Regions from separate parts of the Mus musculus genome. Here region 2 is linked to region 1. Evidence: chromatin contacts called from public HiChIP or PLAC-seq data. All regions are on one chromosome and are shown on one strand. The core of a region is the stretch at or near the end of the contact, and the rest is flanking DNA. Distances in the headings are between cores, read along the strand shown. Region 1 has its middle 110 kb from the start of Dusp10. Region 2 overlaps Mtarc2 (mitochondrial amidoxime reducing component 2).

Region 1 (2,700 bases), core at 189-2,688:
GCCAGTGATTCAGGTTTGCCCAGCTCATCAAAGCTCCATAAAAAACAACCTGTTCACCGGGGCTCACAAAGCAAGGTGGAACACAGAGGCTCAGGTTGTCAAATACCTGGGCAGATGCCATTCCCAGTGTGCAGGAGCGGGCACCAGAAACTGTCTGCCTACAGGGAGGCATTAAAGGGTTCACTGTAGAAATGACAAGATACAGTAAAGCATAGTGCTAATCTTTGGTTTTTATTGAGTGCAGGCAACTCACAAAAATCCACTGATGAGCAAATATCATGCATGAGTTTTTTTCCTGAGTTTAATATAACTGAGCAGTGACTATTTTTTTGCTTGTTTACATTTATGTATTTTAGATCCGTCTGTCTGTCTATCTATCTTCCCCATGTGTGTGTGTGAGTGAGTGTGTGTGTATATATGTTCATATATACTATTCCATGCTTGTGTGTGGTTCAGAGGACAATGCCAGGGGACTGACTGATACTCCTTGCACCACACATTATCCAGGGATGAAATAACGCCAGATTAGCCTTGACCTTAAGCTCCTTAACCCAGTGAGCCATCTTACCATATTATCACAATTCCTGTGGCCATTTCATGGGTCTCAGTACCAAGACTGATTGCTCACACTTTGAATTCAGGTTGCTTTAGTTATTCTGAAGCCTGTGGGTTCCATATAAATGTACACTTACCCATCTATGTTTGCCCTCCCACCACCAGTGAATAAGGTGTCTCTTTTCCCCACATTTCTACCAGTGTTTGTTGCCATTTCTTTTCTTGATGATTGATGCTCTCAGTGGGAAGAGATGGGCACTCAAAGTGATCTTCATTTGCATCCACACAATGGCTAAGCATGCTGAACATTTCAATTTTGTCTGCTCATTTTGGTTTCTTCTTTTAAGAAGTCTCTGTTCAGTCTATCGGCCCATTTATTGTTTGGAAGTTTTATTTTGTGGAAGTAAGTTTTCAGTGGCTCCTGTAGTAGTTTGAATGAGAGATAGCCTGCGTATTTGAATACTTGGTACTGAGTTAGAGGTACTGTTTGAGGAGGTAGTAGGACTCTCAGGAGGTTCAACTTTACTGGAAGGAATGCATCATGGCTAGACATTGAGGTTTTATAGCCTCCCTACTCTCTCTCTCTCTCTGCCTCTCTTCCCCTTCCCCCCATTAGACTGTTTGTCTGTCTCTCTCCTCCCTCCTCCTTCTCTTCTCACTTCCTGTGTGTGGAAGAAAATGTCATCAGCCAGTTTCCTGCTCCCACCTCCATGCAGCTCTGCTGCTAAGATGGACTCCATCTCTCTAGAATTGTAAGTTAAAATAAACATTTTATTCCCTGAGTTGCTTTTGGTCCTGGCATTTTTATCACAGCAACCACAAAAGTGATGCAGCTCCCAGTCTCCCAGCTTGCACTGTATTACGTTTATTTTCAATCTCAGGAATGTAGGGCTGACCCGAGAGATCAGAAAAACAATGAAAGTAGTCATAGGCCAGTTCCTACTCAATAGCGTTAAGAAATCCAATCACTTGAGATTCGAGACACCAACATTTGACTCATTTATAAATCTAAGAATAGCTAAAATCTTGTCCAAAAGATTAGTCAAAACTGTCACCCTGTGGATGGAAACTCTCTTGTTGTTTTTTTTCTTCCCCAGGTAGAGGAAGGACAGGTGCCCTTCCTGGGTTATAATGCAGGCTGGGTTCACTCCTGTAAGAGAACTAGCCTATGGCTGTAATGGCCTCCCGTTGATGACTCATCCTGCCATAAAGTTGGATTTGTTTATTCTGGAGACTCATATTGTCATCCCAGCCCTGGGGTAATTTAAGCTCCTAAGAGCTTGTAAATAGATGGTTAAGGTGCCAAGGAAAGTAATTGGATGAGTATACTTCTCCCTCGAGTTACAGCCAGACTGTGGTATGTGGGCTCTGTGACGTCATGTGTCTGATGTGACGTATCACATGCTTCTGTGATTTCCCGATTCTTCTATCATCAGACCCATTCAACCGGTCCCCTCTCCTGTTACAAGCCCAACCCAGATGTTCCCAACAATATTGCTCATTCCTATCCTTTCCTGGTCATAAGCTGCTGCTTTCAGCTTTCTGTTTCTCTCAGAGATCTCTAGAGATCTCCAAATAGAACAAATTTCTTTTGTGTTGGTTTAAATGAGATATATCCTTCACAGGCTCATGAACTTGAACAATCAATCTCCAGTTGGTGGTTCTGTTTGGGGGAAGTTAAGGAACCATTAGGAGGTGGGGTTTTGCTGGAGGAAACACATCACTTGGGACGGTAGTGGAGACTTATAGCCAGATTCTACTTCCTGTCCCCCCTTTCTCTGCTTCCTTTGTGTAGATAAAATATGAGAACTCTGCTCCTGACAGGCAGGCTGGCCGCATACTCCTCTACCATGCCTTCCTATGTCCACTGGAACTACGAGCCAAAAATGGATCCATTTTTTTTTCTTAACTTGCTTCTGTCAAGAAGTTTATCACAGCAACAGAAAAGTAACTACCACAGATCCGTAATGACATCGAAGCCAACTGCAGACTCAGTCTGTGGGCCTGTGTCCAATCCTGACCGTCAGTCATGAGTCTCAGCAGCCTCCTGCTGAAACGAATGTTAAGGAGAAGAAGCATAGATGGAAACAGCAGGTGAACGTCTCTACAACCTAAGAGATGCCTTACAGACTTCCGACCGTGCAT
Region 2 (2,700 bases), core at 4-2,503, 680 kb after region 1:
GATAATCCGTACACTCCTTTGTCTGGGCCTCTAGGAGAAATGGGGCATTTGAAGATGCCTACAATCAGATGCAAACAATGGTCCTTAGAAACTGACGTCAACCAGGTGAGGCTTCTAAATAGATGCCCAGAGACATATACGAGGAAGAACTGACCCCTGGTTAGCTGGTGGCTTTGACTCCCTCAGGGCCTGAGAGGGACTTAAGTTTCTAAGGAGGGCAGAGCAAAGGCAGGAAGGAGCACCACCTAGTCTCCCTTCTGCAACTGGCTATGACATCATGATCCACTCTGCATTCAAAGGCAAACTAGCTCCTCCCTTGGGTCTATAGGCATTATTGAGCAAAGCACAATTAGTATCCCAGTACAAACTGGGTCTTCAAAACCAGACACCTCCCACCCAATGTGACCACAGCAACAGTACAGAGGTCTCCACAGATGCCCTGGGTCCCCAGTTACCCTCCAAGAAACTGCTTCTGGTGGAAATAAACACGATGTTCCAAGCAATCCGTTGGCCCAGGAACTACGTAAGCTTTGTAAAAGCCAAGGTCACACCATGTGACAAACGGTGTTCAAACAGTGGAACACCAAAGACAGCACGTGGCAAACCTCCCGCTGGAGGGTGACCAGTACAGCGCCTGTCTGAAAGGCAAAGGGCCCAGGACTGTAAGCGGGCAGGGGTTCTACGCTCCTTTCACCACACGAGGGCGCTGCAGCCACAAGCATGTGAGCCAAAGACAGCTTGGCACCAAGGCTCGCCAACTCCCAATTCCCTTACTCCAAGTGACAATGAGTTCAACATTCCAAGCTATTTGTCTGTGGAATTCTGCACTATGGCTTTCACAGAAAGCCAGCGACCTTGACATGTTCAGTTAGGGTTTTAGCTCAACTAGGTCAAATGTTCCATAGGTCAAGTGCAGGGCTCCTTAGCAGTTTATCTGGCTTCCTACAATCTGTCCTTAACGCCTCCAAATTCTAGCTCTGACTGCGTCCTGTTAATGACTTTATTAGGCACCCATCCTCATCTGATCATTGTTCACATTTTGGTTCAAAAACGCTGATTTGAAAAACGACCACGTTTAAGCTTAAACGCAATGGTTAATTTAGTTTCTAAAGGAAAAAAGTGGGTTTTAAATAACTCAAAATTAAATTCACCATGGAGGAGTTTAATATTCACTAGACATATCAACGCAAAGAAACGCACTATCCAGCAGGATTCCAGGGGCTCCACAAACCAGGAAACCGTTAGAAAAGTCTAGTGCGCCCCCTGCTGGTTTAAAAACCAAGCTGCACTCTTACAAAATCGAGCCCCTAGTCAGAGCGAGGAGGAATTTGAGTGGGAAGAGAGAAAAGGGAAGAGAAATGGTCAAGGAAAAAAGGGGGGTGGGAGACGGGAATGATACTCTGTGTTATGGGCTCCACTCTGTGCAATGACACTGAGAATGTTTTTATTGTTACTATTTTTTAACAGTGTGCCGGTGTTCTGCATGTGTTTATGTGCACGCAGTGCGTGAGGAAGCCCAAAGACAGAATTGCATCCTCAAGCTCTGGGGCTGTAGAGATCTGTGAGCCACCATGCAGGTGCTGGGAACCAGATGTGGGTCCTCTGCAAGAGCAGCCAGTGCGCTAACTGCGGAGCCACCTCTCCAGCCAGCCCATCCTGGGGATTTTCTGTCAGGCTGTGCACGCTTTGTAAATAGGAAAACTAAGACTACACCAGGCTTTCCACCTGATGCAAGACCCTGAGAAAAAGATGACGGAAGAGCTGGGGGCAAGGAGGGGGGTGAATCACACACAAACAGCGTGAGACAGTCATCACAATCCATACAAGTATTTGTTTTAAATGTAGGAAAGTTAAACTAGACCTAATATAGAGAGAGCGTCTTTTGTTGGGGGGGGGGGGTGTTTAGTGCACTGTGTATTCAAATGCTGACTTCTGTACCCAGAGATCTGGTGGCAGTCAGAACTTTGCTACTGTCATTAAAGTATCACCTGATTCAGTATTTTGTAAAACATTATACTCCATCACCATCTGATTGGTTAAAATAAAGAACTGAACAGCCAATAGCTGGGCAAGAGAGGAAAGATGGGACTTCCAAGCCCAGAGAGATTATAACCCAGATGGAGAGGGTCTCCGGTGGGGACCAGGGAAGTTGGCCATCGGGACACAGATGAAGAGAAAAGTGCTGGATAAGACCAAGATGGCAGGTAATGGGCCACGTGGGGGAAGTAGGCTAGGCCTGCACTGTCTGGTTAGAATAGCTCAGAATCTGCCTAGCTATAGTGCCCGAAGCTGTTAACAAATATAAAGGTCTCTGTGTCCCTCGTCAGAGCAGAGGGCACAGAAAAACCCTTACTTTTACTCTCTTGTTCACTTCTTACCTCTCTATAAGCAGACACGTTTATATCCACAGCTAGGACTATATATACATCTCACCATATAAAATATATTATACCTATACATGATCATAATACATAGATTCATTGGCCAGAGAGAAAGCATACATCACGTGACAATGGAAGCCAGCGTGGGGTCTTACCTACCAGCGGTTGGTATTTAAGAACACCACAGAGACCAGGGGAACATCAGAGAGAGAAGCAATACCAGCTGGGCTGAGCTTGTACCTGTGCTGGGGACGGACCATGAGGCCCACCTGTGACCCAGTTCAGGTTCTCCAGGGTACAGGCAGGGAGGGTGCTCCAC

What was found. HiChIP or PLAC-seq counts read pairs in DNA pulled down with a chosen protein or histone mark.
Region 2: a contact with region 1 is called in a FOXA1 HiChIP or PLAC-seq map of pancreatic cancer cells. The contact joins two enhancer-like sites. A contact is called at or near these places in 1 of 39 promoter capture datasets (hippocampal neurons), 1 of 115 datasets of contacts at active chromatin or transcription factors (pancreatic cancer cells) and 1 of 9 other capture datasets (liver).

The regions. Positions count from the first base shown.
Region 1 is chr1:184,138,898-184,141,597 of GRCm38.p6, forward strand. No RefSeq gene overlaps it. Among named protein-coding and RNA genes, the nearest start is that of Dusp10, 110 kb to the left of the region's middle. Within about 2 kb of position 1,439, at least 48 of the 459 cell types and tissues checked have an H3K27ac peak or open chromatin away from gene starts, as enhancers often do. A contact at or near this core is called in pancreatic cancer cells, where this site is marked.
Region 2 is chr1:184,824,043-184,826,742 of GRCm38.p6, forward strand. The region is part of intron 4 of Mtarc2 (mitochondrial amidoxime reducing component 2); the gene reads right to left. Among named protein-coding and RNA genes, the nearest start is that of Mir1981, 2.9 kb to the left of the region's middle. Within about 2 kb of position 1,254, at least 19 of the 459 cell types and tissues checked have an H3K27ac peak or open chromatin away from gene starts, as enhancers often do. A contact at or near this core is called in pancreatic cancer cells, where this site is marked.